Regions from separate parts of the Anser cygnoides genome. Here region 2 is linked to region 1. A link is a contact called in public Hi-C data. All regions are on one chromosome and are shown on one strand. Each heading gives the region's core, a stretch centred on a gene start, on an enhancer-like site or on the middle of the called end of the contact. The rest is flanking DNA. Distances are from core to core; before and after follow the strand shown.

The links. Hi-C and Micro-C count contacts between places; a contact is called where the count stands out from the background.
Region 2: a contact with region 1 is called in a Hi-C map of liver, with 2.6 times the contacts expected there. The contact joins two enhancer-like sites. A contact is called at or near these places in 2 of 7 Hi-C or Micro-C datasets (both in liver).

The regions. Positions count from the first base shown.
Region 1 is chr16:5,947,712-5,955,617 of Taihu_goose_T2T_genome, reverse strand. No RefSeq gene overlaps it. Among named protein-coding and RNA genes, the nearest start is that of PCK1, 20 kb to the left of the region's middle. Within about 2 kb of position 4,982, at least 3 of the 3 cell types and tissues checked have open chromatin away from gene starts, as enhancers often do. A contact at or near this core is called in liver, where this site is marked.
Region 2 is chr16:6,252,031-6,259,936 of Taihu_goose_T2T_genome, reverse strand. All of the region lies in intron 4 of SPO11 (SPO11 initiator of meiotic double strand breaks), which reads left to right. Among named protein-coding and RNA genes, the nearest start is that of BMP7, 130 kb to the right of the region's middle. Within about 2 kb of position 4,731, at least 2 of the 3 cell types and tissues checked have open chromatin away from gene starts, as enhancers often do. A contact at or near this core is called in liver, where this site is marked.

The sequences.
Region 1 (7,906 bases), core at 3,733-6,232:
TACCATGCCTGAGGACAAAGAATAAGCAAAGCTGTCACAACAGACCACAAGCAGACAAACTCCACGAGAGCAAAGGGTGGCAACAGAGATCATTTCAGAGCAGTAATTCGGCACTCCGAGCACACCCTCCTGAGCCAGAAACTGTTTGCCTTCACTTTGGGATAAGAGTCTCTGTTTTGAAAAAAAGATTAGCAAGATTCTGTAACATGGGCAGTGTTACTCCTGAAGTCTGCCATAGCTCAGGGACTTGCTGTTGTTCTTTCTGGAAATTAGGGCCAGAGATATTACCATACTAAAGTAATTCTTACACCAGTTAAGAGAGCTGCAAACATTTCCACCTTACCTAATCCTTCCCTTTCTCTGGGAGGAGGCCAGGGGAGCACTTGTATCTTGACAGCAGGCAGCAGCATTTGCCAGTTTGCTACAAAGAGCTTCCTAACAAACAAGCCAAAGAAAGTCCTTTTAAAACTCTTTATGGTCCTTTTGCGCCGATGATTCTCAGAATTGGAAAACAAGTTTTGTAACTCAGTGGGAGCGAGGGGAACAGGCGCCTTCCAGGAACGTCCTGCATTGTCCCTTCTGCCCCCACCTCCAAGGAGTTCATCTAAAAAACTGTCACTGGGAGAAGTGTGCCCCTGTGCTCCTTTCCGCTAGCTTCTTTATTGGCTGCGGTTATGTTGAACCAACTTATTCATGCAGTAAAGATCCCAAGAAACGGTCTGTGTAAGCTACTGCAAGCTACCACCGAGCCGCTCCAAGAGCAGCTAAAACAGCCAAAGCTTTCTCAGCCTCTGTGAGGTTCTCCTACACAAGAGGCATTTCAATTCTCCATTACAAGAGGTGCTTTATGCTGCTTTCTAGCATGCCACACCGCTTCTTCATACAGCTTTGCCAGAAAACTCGTTTTCTGTATGGTTTCTATCAGCATTTTAACGATTATCAAATACATTTTACAAGTCATTTTCAAAAAGTTTCTTATTTAGAAGATATCCTCCAGGAGCTCTAACAAGTATTTTTTTTGGTGATATATTTGATAAGACAACCACAGAAATTTTCAGAAATACAGAAACGTTCATTTGCACTTGCCCAACAGAGCAGACTCACCACATAACGTTTTAATGGAACCACTGGGTCTTTGCATTAGCTGCATTTGACACTATGACAGCAACAATAACGCCCAGACAGAAATTGAGACAAGATGCAGTAATTAGGTCAAACCTTCAGGATAGAGCTGTCATCACAAAACATAAATGTAAATTAGTTTCCCATTGCCCAAGCTCTGTAAGCTGTGTTATTGCTATTGGTTGTCTAAGCAAGATAAAGGACTGGAATAAATGAGGGTCATTCCTCCTCTCACTATTCTTCACAATTACCCCATGTTTAATTGATCTGGATTAATTATTTAAGGTAAATTTAGCTTTCCTGACCTAATGGCAACATGTAAACTGATTAACTTTACAAAGCCAGCAAAATGATCTGCACAGCCAGCCCAGCTCCTGCCATGTATTATTTAGGCCAAGCTATCCCGTGTCTCTACCAGCTATTTGCTGCCAACGACAAGGCAGGGAGCAAGCAGGTGTGATGTGGGTCTGCTCCGGGACGGGGCTGGGCTCCCTCAGCACCACTGGGAAGGGAGGAGGAAGAGGAGGAGGAGAAAACATCCTGTGCTATGGCAGCACGTGACGCCTCCTGGGGTTGCATCTGTGTGGGCTTGGGGGGAAGGAAGGAAAAGGAGGAGATAAAATCCCCCAGGGTGGGATGAGGGTTGGGGACTCACAGGGAGCTCAGGGCAGATTTGCAATGAGGAAAGAGGCGCCTCCAAAGGCAGGTTGAGCAGCTTGGCAGGGCCAGGCTGTGGTTTGGCTGGTGGAGCCAAGCAATGCTGCTGCTAGCACGGCCTGACCCCAAAAAGCAAAGGCAAAACAGCCCTACGTCCATCTCTGTTTTGGCAGTCCTGTCACGGCCTCCCATCCCTGGGGGTTAGAGGGCAAAAAGGCTTATTTTGTGCAGATAGTGCCTATCTTCACTAGAAATCAAAGCCTAGATAAACTTTCCAAGAGCTTCTGCTCCAATTTGGAGCTGAGCCCTGCAGTGGGAAATGCAGTGCCCTACATGGACTGATAAGCAACTCAGTAAAATTGATTCCTGGGGTAAGTTATGGGCATCAGAAGAAAGTGATTTGTTTAGATATCCACAGCATTCCCCATCTCTTCTGGCCAACCGCTAAAGCAGGTACACAGATAAATGAGAAGAAAACACTCGTCACTGCACCGGCTTCGGGGAAGAAACAGATAAGGCCGATAAGGCTGCAAGTGAAACTCTCCTCCAGGCTGATGCAAATACACACTTGGGCAAAGGCTGCTCAGCTACAGCGAAAATGCTGCCTTGGTTGTTTGCAACAACATCACCTCCAGGCACAAACAGGACAATAACCCCCTGTCTCCATGAAAAGCAGCTTGTCCGGAGATCCAGCAGCAAAACAGGCAAGGCAGAGAGCTGGGAGGAGACAGAGATGTCCAGAGTCCTCCCCGAAGGGTGAGGAGCCCGGAGGATGCATCTGCAGGCACGAGCCGAGCTCTCCAGCCCTGGGGAAGGAGGCACCCCCCGGCTGGCTCTGGGTAGGAATGCTGTTAGCTTACAAAACATGGGGGCAGGGGACACAGGGGCACCAGAAGATGGGACAACAGCCCACCCAACCTCCCCGTGCCTTTACAGAGGCTCTCAAACCATCTCCCTCGTCTTTAAACAGAGATTCATGCAGTCCTATGAGCCCTACTACAAGAACTGATGGAGGTTTTCTGCCAAATTGCTGTGACCATTTTTTTTCCCCCCTCAATTTCTTTTACATCCCAACAATTCTTTCCTTGTATTTATTTCTACTCAGCTTTCTACCTCTGGGACCTGAGCAAGCCATCGAACCTGGCTTAAAAATGCCACAGAAGAATTCAAGCCTTGACATGGCCAAAGTATTGGTTTCCGGTGAAACAAAACAAAAGGCTAAGATGAAGTAACCATTTCGGCAGCTCATACATAGGCGTTGCCAATGGAGACTGAGGAGAGATAAGACAACACCACCCCTCCAGGTCTCACAGAGGAAACGCCCAAATCCAAGCCCAATTTTCCAGCAGTGTTCCCCACCCTGACTCCAGCTGAAATGGTGGATAAGCCACATTTAAAAAGATGCTTTAAAAAAGGGGGACAGAAAAAGTCAGGCTTCCCAGCGGGGCGGCAGGAAGGCATTTCCTCCCAGGGCAGGTTTTGTTTCCAGGCTGTGGGACATCTGCAGCTTTCCAGCCCCGAGGAAGGGACTAAGCAGGCCTCAGGCCTGACCCAGGCTAGCAGCGAGAACTCAACAGCACTCTGTGTTTGTTTTTAGTCAAAAAATATGTATTTCTTTGGATCATAATCTTCACCGGCAACCCCCAGGCCTACCAGGCTGCCTGACGCCAATTACTTCAAGGGTAGAAGCTGATGGGAAGGGAGCGGCAGGGCTGGAGGAGAGCAGAGCCCCAGGTCCTGCGCTGACCCAAACCAGCGCTGGCAGCAGCTCAGAGACCAAGGCAGAGCCTTCCCCAGGCCCCCCTCGCACAGCAGCTCTATGAACACAAAGAAAATTAGTGCAATGGGAGAAAAATACGAGACTGACCACAAAAACATGACCAGCAGGTGTAGGAAAGAGGCAGCTCTAAAGTAAGTGAATTTATACCTGCATATTAATGAATGCTGAACCTTAAAAAGCCTAATGAGACACTTGTTTTAATTAAAAGGAGGGGTCACTTAGCAGCTCCCCCACCAGCTCCTCCATCCCAGGGTCGCCCACGCTGGGCACAAACACTGAGGAATGCGGCTCCAGCTCACCCGCTGGCGTAACATGTTTGCTTTGCGACTTGTCGGACTCCTGCATCGGTTGTACGGCTGTACTTTGGTCCAAGAACATTTCACCCAAATGTATTAACCTAGCACTACATCCACCAGAGTAAACATTTTATTTTCCGAGAGGAACGCACGCGCCACTTTGTTAAATTGACCAAGGGACGTATCGGCTTTGTTTGTATTCAGCCTTTTTCGGCAAATTCCCAGGGCAGATGATGCCAGTTTTGCAGAAATTACAGGGATCATGCTGGTCCCTGGGGCTTGGCCGTGTGAGGAGGGGGCTGGCAGGGCTGCCATGGGGAGGCTGGAGCCCCTCAGCCCTACCAGGCTGGTGGGTTCCAGATCCCACCCTGAAAAAAAACCATTGATTTTTCCTGGTGGGATCTGTGCTTCTCTGTCCTGCCTGGTCTGGGTTTGGAGCGGGCAGGCCAGGGAAGGGAAGATGCTGGGTGGCTCCGGCCATGGCTGGCAGGGGCAGACAGCCCAGGCTGCCAGCATGCTTCAGTTCTTGGGAACAAAGAAATCCAAGCACGTGTGTACTCACCTGTACAGTTACGGGGCACTGGGAAATAGCCCCTACCCCACCACAGCCTTCCCCAGGGCAGGGGGCTGCTGCCGGTGGGCACAGGGGCAGTGCTGCCTTCAGGGTGCGCAGCCCAGGGACTGCAGTAGGGCTGCAGGGAGACCTGTGTCTCGCCACACCATGCTGTCCATCTGGCAGCTCCTTCCCTGCCCAAACCAGCCCCATGTGGTGAAGGAAATCAGTCCTCGAGAGCCAGGCTGCTCCCTCTGGCACTGATCCCTGCCAGCCAAAGCCATGGGGTGGGCACGGCACGGCCCCATCCTGCACCAAGCAGCACAAAGTCCCTTCACACGAGGCCGGGTGCCCAGCCGGCCGGGACAGGCAGCAGCACGACCAGAGGGCAGGCTGCCTTGGGTCACTTAGCGCCGACGCTGCATGAAGGAGAGCAGGATTTGTTTGTGCTGCTGGATGGCTTGTTTGTGTTAAAAGTACATCTCGTCTCAGAGACGGCGTTTCAGGTAACCGCTGCAGGGAGGCTGGGCATTAATGGTGCAAGGAGCCCCCCCAGGGATGCACAAGCATGCTGACAGGACTTACGTGACCATTACCCCTCCCAGCTGCAGTCCTGGTCACGGGCACACTCTTGGTGCTGTGTTAGCCTAAACCTCCCCCAGGAGGCTGAGCTGCCCCAGCACAGGCTCTGAGCACCAAGGCTCAGATTCCCGTGGTTCAGCTAATGCTACCACTAGGCGACAGTGCTTCGCTCACGCCTTGGAGCCCTCTACTGCCATCAATGTTTAACCCCGGTAACCTTGACTGACCTCCCCTCTGGATACCTGCCAAGGGGCTCAGGGTGAGCCTGAGCAAACTTCACCTCTGATGGCAAGGTAAAGCTGGCAGTGTCGGTGCTCATTCCAGCCAGGGACACCCCTGTGGTCCATCTAACAACCAAGATAAAGCTTTCTGGCTCCACTAGGACTGCTAGTTCCAGTTTATCACATATTGTTTGGTTGTTAACATAATGTGCTACTTATCTCTTAATATATAAATGGTAAGAGCAGCACGAAATAACTCCAGTCTCTCTGCTCACCTCCTGCCTCAAAAGGACAAAGCAGCCATAAGTTTCTGTGCACTACAAACCCGCCAGGACTCAGCCCTGGTGCTGTGGTGCTGGGTGTGCTCCTGGGGATCCCACAGCCAAGCTGCCAGCAGCAGGACCAAGCCTGGCTGGCAAACAGCAGTCATGTAAGTGCCCCAATCACAGCACTGGAGAGGTATTTGGACAGCTCACACACAAAGCCAGTGGGTACACTTATTAAATAAAATGCCCTTTTTGTTTCTGCAGACAACTTTTCCAGTGTAGGTGTGAGCTGGTTTCCACAGGAAATTTCTCCAGCAAATCCCCACGCCTCTGTGCGGGGGGAAGACACCAGGACAGCACTGCTGGATGAGCTTTTCCATCTTGCCCACAGCCAGCACCATGGGAGCCCGCAAGTCACAGCCGGGCAGCCCTTTAAAGCTTTCCAGGCATGTGCAGGGCCATGGGCATGGCTCCTGGTGGAGACTGCAGGGCCTCAGCCCCATGGAGCAGTGTCCCCTGCTCCACAGCTCAGACACCTAGGCACAGACACCGGCAGCCTGACCCAGGCAGGAGCAGGGCCACGGTGAGGCAGAGCCACCCCTGCGGACTCACCCAGCTTCCCCTACAGCTCCCCCTCGCACGTGGTTACAGGTTCAGCTCCTGCAGGTGCTTCTGCAGGTGTTTGCTGCAAGACAGCTCGTGGGGAGGCCTGGGCAGCTGGGCTGAGCCTCAGCAGTTCCACTGCGCCTTCTGCAAACCGGGATGGGGGGAGCTGCCCCTACCCTCTGCCGCAGGGGACCAGACTGGCCCCGGGGTGCCAGGAGAAGCCACCCAGCCCAGCAAAGAGGGGACCTCTGCACACACACAGGACCACAGCGCCCAGAGATGTGGTAACTTCAGAGGACCACACCAGCTGGGCGAGACTTCAGCCTGCAGCTAACCATCACCATCAGGCTCCTGCAGCCACCAGCCTCCTGACACCATGACCAGGGCCCACCCCCAGCACCCACCAATTACCTTCTGTGGTAGCACAACCACGGCACCCAGGAAAAGCCCTCAGCAACAGCAGCAGCCCCAGCCCAGCTCCTTCTGACGGAGCCTCCCCCCTCCAGGCATGGCTCATCAGCACTAACAAGGCTCCCCCAGCCTGCTCCCACCCAGCCCAGCTGCAGAAAATGGGGAAGAAGATGGAAGATGGGGATGGAAAGTGCCAGCCCTTCTCTTGGGATTCAGTTGGGGGGGGCTTAAGCGGCCACAGGACGCACTGCCCCGTGCTTCCAAGTCCTGCTCTGCTCATTTTGGACATCCTGCTTCTCACCGAGCCCTCCCACAGGTGTCCCTGTGTGTGCTCCCCACCCCGCACTCATCCCTGCTCAGGGAAAAAGCGAAGCCCCCAGCTCGCCCTGCTGCAGGCCAAAGGCCGAGCACCCTTCCCACAGGACAGCCCGGCCGCCCACGGGCTCCTTTGCTCGCCACCTCGTGGTGGCAGCTGGCAGCCCGACACGGCCCGTGGCCACACAGCCCCACGGCCTGGGTCCCACAGGTGCACGGGGTGCTGCGACCCACCTGGCAGTGTCTCACGTCCCCTGTCCTTGTCCCGCAGCAAGCATGACAAAATGGTGGTGACATGGGTGGATTTACACTCCTGGAACCACAACAGCCCCTCAGTGATGGAGGAGGGACAGCCAGGCCTGGGTTGCGGTGCGGTGGTTTTGTAGCCACCCCAGTGTTTGCAGCCCCAGGGCTGATGCCCTACCCTCCTAGCAGCGTTTTTTGGGGGGCCTGGTGCTGGCCCTGCAGCCCACACAGCCCCTGGGCTGGTGGCTGGGCCCAGCAAGTTCTGTGGGGCCGGGCCCTGCACCACCGCTGTGCACACACTCCAACCACAGGCTTGGCGGAGTGGTTTTCATTAGACCTACAAAGCAAAATTAGCCCCAGAAAGAGCCGATGCCTGGCTCTCTTCCAGGCCAAAGCAGCAGCTTCTGCATCATGCCCCCGCGGGCAGGATCCTGCAGGCCCTGCCCCAGCCCCTCCGCCAGCATCCCTCACCTTCCTGCCCCGCAGCACCCCCAGTCCCCACCACACTCCCCCTTTTTCTGTTTTTCCCCTCTCATTTGGGATAAACGGCACAAAAGGAGCCGTTCTGCTCGCCACCCCCTCCCCAGCCTCCTCCTCCCCCTGTCTGGCAGGTCTGTGTTATTATTAAGACACTTGAGATTATGGTTGTCTGAAAGTTGAAGAATGACAGCAAAGAACCAGATGCTGTACACTGATAAATTACAAGGGCATTATGCAGAGGCAGCTGTACCATATAAAAGCCTAGTTTTTATACCCTGCCATGATTTTCCATGTGGCATCGTATGGTTCCAGCATCTGGGCGTCACCGTCAATGTCTCCCGTATATTTTGCTGAGCACTGTCATTATGATA
Region 2 (7,906 bases), core at 3,482-5,981, 300 kb before region 1:
TCCCAGAATCGCTGTGAAATTGGAGATAAATCTGTGCAGGGGAGATTTTCAAAGGCCGTGTTTAACATCTCTAAAGGTGCAACTAAGGGGCTGGGGAAATTTTTCAGCAGTGCCCAGCTGCCTGGCGCCTGTCTGCATTCTTCCGAGGGAAATCCCATAGCCGGTGGCGGCGGAGGCTGAGCCTCTGGGGCTCCGCAGTGCGGTGGCAGGGTCCGGCTGCTCCTGGGATGCGTGTGATGGAGAGGTGGAGGCAGGCGCCTCTTCTCATCCGTTGTGAGCGTGGTGTACCTTTTTGCCCACCTGTATGTAAGGAAGATTAATTCATATTGGATCAGGGCTACTTGTGGGACACAATAGCCATTTATTTATTTATTTATTTATATTTATTTATTGCTGGGTTTGTTCTCTCTGTTTGACTGGGGAAGCTGAAAGGAGGAGGGATGACAAGCTAAGTGACAAATGTTGGCGCAGGAGCTGCTGAGCAGGAACTATTCAGGGACACTTCTGGGTTGGAAACGAAGAGATTATAGCCATAAAGGCAGCGAGGTTTACTTCCTGGAGAGCCTCCGGGAGCAGGAGCAACACCAACCCCTGGGCAGTGTTAGAGTGTGAGACTGAGATAGGAGGAGGCAGGCCAGTGGGGATGTCCTTTGAACCACAGGAGGAAGTGGGAACGTGCATAATGCATTCACTGCTGCGCTCACATAGTGGCGACGTACCCACAAAGAGATGCCGCAAATACATCTTTCGAAGGAGTGCTCAGCCCTGCTCTTCTCTCACGTTCCTCCTCCGCTCCCGCAGCCAGGCCATGGTCTCTAACCCACCTCTGCCAGCATCGCCTCTCCTCCCAGACACTGGGGTTGCATTGCACTGCCTCAAAAGATGCTCTCTATAAATACAGAACGTCACAGGGGCCAGGTATAAAAAAGCCAAAAGGAAGATTTAGGCTTGATGATGTGTATTTCCAGATTTTTTTTTTTTTTTACTTGTGGATGACATATTTGCAAACCAGGAGTGCTGCAGGGGAGGAGGGAGGAGTTTGTAAACTCGTCTGTTGTGGAATGAATACACCGCTGAACTAATGAATAGAAACAAGATGTTTTAACCACCACCTAGAGAGGCTGCTGAGTGGCCATAATCAGTGCTCCCTAGGAGGTGGCCAAAATGTCTCCTTGCTATTCATTAGGTCAGAATAGCTTTCATTTTATAATGTGATCCTTCTTCCTGACCTCCTTTCTGTTCCTAAATGACCTTAGGACTATAAATTCCCTGCTAGAAATAGCATTATTTATTTTACTGTCCCGTGTTTGTTATGGTCAGTTGTGGTCATTCTTTAGGAGATGTCATTTTGAATCAAAATGGGATTTAGTAGCAACAGACTTCAGTGTCCCCCAGTTTTTATACGAAAACACGCTTTGCATGCACTAGCTATGGTTAATTTGCTTGCAAAATGTACCTGCTGTTATAACCCGCCTGTGAGAAATGTCCTGGGTTTATCGGAGCTGGTCCTATCAATATTTCAGGGCTAGTTTGCTAGCCTAATTCAAGGAAAGTTTTCAGATAGATCCCTAAGGCCTTCCTTGGCTACAAAACTGCACAACACGCAGCTCAGCCTGCACTCGCAGGACTTCTTTCTCTGTTGGGGCACTCCGAGCTGTGATCCCAGAGACAGAGCAGGTGATTCCTAGTGCGAGGCTGTTCCTCGCTGAAATCCTCCACACTATAAGGGGCCAGCCTCTGCTGTCACTGCACTTCATCAGCTTCTCTTAGGACTTCAGGCAACGCCTTTTGGGAGCTTTTAAAATTTGCGTAAGAGGTCTCTTACATCCTTGTGATAAGCGCTAGATACTTAAATTATATTTCGCCCTTAGAAAGTGCTGGAGACGTACAGCCAAACTCCAAAAGGCAGCAGGGGACGTTTACCAGGACACCAAGCTCCCTGGTTCCCTCAAATCCGCTGTGAATTTGTGTCCTTGTAATGAGAAGGAATGGCAAGCTGCTGTTTGCCTTTTTCACAGGTCTGTGGGAAGAAAGTTTGGGAAGTGCAGAGCCTTTGCCTTGTAGTTTTCTGTACAGACAGAGAGGGAAAACTACTTACCAAAGAGAGGTAGAGTGGGTTTCTGTGCAAAAGCAAACAGGAATGAATGAAAACTGCATATCAGGAGAATGTCTGCATGTAAAGGTCAGACTTGGAAAGGTAAACGGTAAACTGAGGGATGTAAAGTAAAAAAAGAAAGGGGAACTCCTGGGGGGTCTGATCCCAAACCCATTGAAGTCATAGCACAGTGGCCAACAGCAGATTTGGAAATTTGGGAGCTTTGCCTCCTTGTATTGGTTCTTAGCAGCTGGCAACACTGGGAGATCTGAGGCTGAGCATCTTCTGGAGCCAGTGGGTATGGGCAGAGCTGTGTGAAACCCAGCACGTATGGAGACAGCAGCTGTTCTGGCAGAGCTGGATGGCAGGGGGAAGAAGTACACTGTCCGCTGCACTTTCAAGGGCTTCCTCATTATAGTGGAAAGGCTTAAAATATTTACATATGGACAGTAGGTCATATATATTTAGCAACACCTGAGCTGAAGTGGAAGCCACATGTACAGCTTGTTGTAGTATGTATGTACTATTTATGAATATAATAGATATTTGTTGTCTAAAGACCACTATGAAAACCTAAAAATGCATTGTTTTCTCCATGGTACTGAGTTTCAACAGCTAATCTGTCCATGTTATCATTCTAATCATTTACAGGAATTCTCCCAAAGAGAAAAAACAGCTTTTTGAAAAATACAGGAATGTGGCTTAACTAAGCAATGTTGATTACGTCTGCAATGGTGTGCTCTGTATATTAAGAATTAGACTGCGGGTTCAAAACCAAACAAGTGGCATATTTCTCAGGAAGTTACTGAACTCAAAATCAGTTTTGTTATTTTAATGCAAGGGCAGTGAATGAATGAGTGAATGAATGAATGAATAAATAAAAGAATCAGGCCAATCTGCAAACCAACAGATTTTATGTTTTATTTTATTCTTTGTTTATGGGGTTCATAAAAGTTTAGTTTATATTTTACTGGGTCTGAGCCTCACACATTTCCAGCTTCAGGGCCAGATGTGGAAAGTACCTAAATGCTGTAAAAAGCAGTTTAAAAGGTTGTCTGAGTCAGATGGAGCTTGAAAACCTCAGAGATCTCAGGGACACTCTTGGGAAACCTCCAGCTGAGATTCCCAGATAAATTGGGATTAACTTTGAGTTGGTGTGACCCAGAAGTCGGACACTCGGATTAGTAAGGTCTCCAACAAAACGTCCAAAGCTCTCAGAAGTCCTCCCAAGGTTAAGTGTGGGGGAAGAGGAATTGTGATTGTCAAATAAATTGTATAATATAATGCTTTGTTTGTAGCTTTTGAGTTCAGTAAGCATGTCCCTTTGAAGATCAGTGCTCTTCTGTCAGATCACTTAAGGCTTGGTTCAGAGCCCATTTATATTAATGGAACAACTCCCTTTGACTCAGTAAACTTAGATGCTTCCTATCAATTTTGAGACACTCGCCCGCCAGCCTTTTCCTGCTGATGCAAGAGCTGGGATCCAAACCTAGGAAGTGTTCAGCGCTGGTACCTGCCGGTGGGCTTTGAGCTCTGCTCCACTCACTGGAGCTGTGGTCAGGGCAGTGCGGGCAGCCTCCCAGCGTGGCCTCAAGCAAATGTCAGTCGAGTGGCTTGCTAGACATCACGGGCTGTATAGAGGTGTGTACAACCCAAATTGTACTTCCATTTCAGCTGCGGCTTAGCCCTGAAAGCTCCCCAGTTGCCTGGTACCTGAGTACCCTGCCTGGGGCATGCAAAATGGCTGGCATGGGGCTCAGCATCTTTTTCACACCACGGCTATCAAACCCACGTTAAGAATTCAGAAATTAGGTGTTTCCTTATCTCTGCTCCCAGAGAAGTATTCAGCAGCTTTCTGTGAGCACAAAGCACGCTCTGGCTACAAAGCGCAGCTGTCATTTGCTTTTCCAGCAAAGCAGCGGAGTCGGTGGTGATGCAACAGCGGGGTGAGGCCAGGCAGATCAGTTAAGGCCAGATTTTGAAAGCTAAATAGTCAGCCAGCAAATTTTGCCGAGGTATGTAAGCGGTGTGTACGCCAGATTCTGGCTGATTACAACAAACTAGGTGCACGGTTACCTGTGAAACTGGCCTTTAATCCTCTGACCCTGAATCCGGGTGAGAGTTACCCTCCCTGCTCTCACTGCATTGGACTTCGGTGCTTAAATACCTTTACAGAGCTGACCTTGCCTCTTCTGTCCTCCACATTTGTGCGTTTCTTCTACCTTTCTTCTAACTTAATTTGATGTTTTTTAAAAACTGAAAACGACATAACGGTTAGCAATCAAGATCTCTTGGCAAAGCACGACTGCTGATAACCACTTAACAAAAAATGTCCCTGGCAGATAGATTTAGTTTACCTAAGAGTTAATGGAAAGCAGTGTCCAATTCCAAGTGTTGACATGATTTGTCAAGTTTGCCATTGTATATGTTTGAAGTTTCCTTTGAGGGGAACTGACCCAAAATTGTAACACTAAATAAACACACTCTTCAAATAACCAATGGCAGTTTCCTAAATTGCCAATCAAATCCATAAATAAAGACACAAGCTCTGAGTGTATTTAAGTCATGTTTAGCAGAACAGAACTAAACAATAACATTCTTGTTAAAATGTATTTTCATTTCAAAGCAGTTTCCCCATGAACATTCAAAATGTAAACAGTCCTAAAGATTTCTAAATTATCTCTGCCTTTGCCTCTTGGGTGGGTGGGGGGAAAGAATGAAACTGAAGCTACATTAGAAACACTAAAGTTGGATATGAAAGTCCCAGAGACACAATACTGCATATTGTCGTAATTATCACTTCTTGCTTAAAGAAAAGAAAGAAAAGACCAGTTGACTTGGGTTATGAGGACTCCAGAGTCTAAGCAGCTTTTGAAGCAGCCCTAATTTGCAAAAGAAAGGGAAATGTCTCTTTGCATTTTGTTCCCAGAAAATGCTACATCATTGTGGGCAATATTCACACCCCCAAGTTTCAGCATAGACACCCAGACGGGCATCTACTTTGCCCAAGTCCTCTGGGTGAAATCAAGGGAAAGAAATTCTGCTCCAAATTGCTCTCTGGAGCCAGTGATAAGAAGGAAACAAAGGGAGCAAAAGCAAGCAGAACATGGAACAGATTGAAGTTAAATCTGGCTTCAAGTCCCGACTTTCTGCTCCGTCAGCCTGGCTGGGCTTCCCTCTCCAGCCAACATTTCACTCACAGCGCTCTCGGCCCCTTCGCTGGGGTGTGAAATCAAGCCTGCCTTCCACTTGCCATGATGTGGGGCTGTTCTTATGTTTCTTTGTACTAGGCCAGTGGGGAAAACGGAGAAATGTCCCAAGGAAGCCAGCTGCTTCTGAAATCCCCTGCTCCTCCTGTTGGGTTTGGTATTTTCCTGGGATCCCTAGCTTCAGAGCTCTTTTCAGGAGGTGGTGATTCAGGGCCCATTGAAGTCAACAGACCTAAACTGACTTCAGTGAGCTGTGGATTGAGATCTTATCTTGCACAGACATTTAATTCTTTCTTGAAAAAGTCTTTCTCATTCAGATTGTGTTCAGATGACTGCTGGAAGATCTTGGGAATCCTAGCAAATCAGTGTCGCCCCAGAAGGGGGTGATTTCTGTGCAAAAGGATGCCCTGGCAGTGCAGTTCTTCCTCAGGTCAGTGCCTGCTGTCCCTGTCCCCCATTTTACTGCAGCTGCTCTGACTTTGGGTGGGCATTTCTGAAAACGCAGGGGCAGACAAGGTGATGCAAAAAATGAGCTTGTTTGCTGAGAAGGCTGATATTTTGGAAATGGTTAGGCCATCCCTATGGGATAGGCTAATGGGATTAAGCAGCCTGTGACACACTCAGCCCCAGCTCTGAATTAACACCTGGCTCCAATCTCAGCGTAGCCAGTGGGGCACATTTTGGCAGTTGAAATGAATGGGTGTTAAGAGCTGGCAGAAGCCTATCTCGTATTGCAGTAGGCTTACGTAGCTCCCAAGATGATCTCCATCAGGTGCTTCCAGAGTTGCATTAACGGAACAGAAGCAGAAGCACTGCTTTAGAGGGTAGGTTTTGCCTGCAATTCTCGTTATTACCCTTCCTTAATTTTAGGCCCATACTGATATTTTTTTCAGAGCTGGGCCAGGAGGTGCGGTGAGGGGCGGGAGGGCTGGCAGGAGCGCCCAGCCCGTGCAGGCTGTCTCCCTGCTCTTGCCTCAGCAGGGTCACAGGCTTGGGAAGAAACCCCCAAACACCTTTATCTCAGACCAACCAAGTCCACACCAGCGGTTTTGCCACCACAGCAAAGCCACCCAAAGGTGAGACGTTCCTTGGTCTCTGACCGCTGGGGAGCGCTGAGCCTCCTTGCACCCCAACACACACAGAGCCCACCTAAAAGCTGCAAATGCAGCTCTGCCTTGGGCTCTCCCCAGCCGAGGGGCAGGCTCTGTCCGCAGTGGCGTGCAGAAGAGGCTCTCTCCCACTTCCCAGCGGCCGGGAGGGGTGCTCTGCTAGCTCTCTCAGCCAGCCCTTTAAAAGCTGCCCCCTCCGTCTGCCTCTGATCCTAAAGCCGGGATTAGTGTCGGGGTGCTCGGGGAGACGACATCCTGGAGTTTAGGGAGTTAATTTCCCCCTTGCATGAATCAATAGCTATCATCACATGATGCGAGAGTCTGAAACCTCAGATCCATGCCAAAGTGCTCTGCATTACGCACACACCTCTGTTTTGCCCTCAGGTGCAACACACAGTTTAGTGAGAGCAAAGATGCCAGTTTCTGTGCAGGTATTTCACATTATCACTTAGATTTGCCCCAGGGTAAAAAGGAGGAGGGAATCCTCAGTTTCAAAAGGATATTTTAGTCTATGGGGCCACTGGGAATGTGTTTTCCTAAGTGCTATCTACAAGCAGCAAGAGACAAAAGGCTCAAGAAAGACTCAAACTAGTCTTTGTCACACACAAGGAACACCACAAAGAGCACATTTATTTTTAATCTGGTATTAAACCACAAGAATTAATCCACGCTATTCAAACAACATTTAAGCATTTAAATAACATTAAAGCTCACTTTTTTCCAAGTGCCTCACACAAAACTTTTTGGGGGCTAGTGAAAACAGTATCTGGGAAAAAGCTGCCTTTTGGTATTCCTTCAGGAGAAAGCAGGAGGCTGAGAACTGCTGCAGTTTGGTTCTGTTATTCTCAATCCATCAAATTCTGAATTCCTTGGGAAGTATGTTTCTGCCTCTCCCCAGAACCTCCAAAAAGCTCTGGAGTTAGCCTCGATCGGAAGACTGTATGACAGCAAACATTTTGAAGGAAAGAGACTTCTCTCGGGGTGATCTTTTGCTTAGATTGAAAGAAAAGTTCTCTCAGCTGAGAAAGGAGAGTTGGCAGAAAATTTTGTATCACAGCAGTAAATCTTCTAAAATGCCTTTTTATAGCACCTTTTATCGGATACCTAAACTCTGTGAGGCAGAAGAACGACGTTATTGCACAAAAGCACTTAAAGGTGGAATGATTAGCCACAAATCACATCACTTCCAATTCTATATTCAGGGTTGTAAATTTGGAGTAGAGTCTTTGAAGTACAGAAAACCCCGAATTTACATCAGGTCAGCATCCAGCCACTGGCCTAAAATGAAACTGGGGCCCTCCTTCCCTGTTTGGGTAAACATTCTCTATCCAAAAGTAAAATATCATTATACTGATGCATTTAAAAGCAGATTCTTGCTTTTGGTAAGTTGTACCTCTTGGTTTTGTGGTACTTATGGGGAGCTGAATTCTGGTTAAAAATTTGTGTGCTGCAAACCAAGATGAGGAATCTAGCTGCAAGGTTTGGGGAGCCGC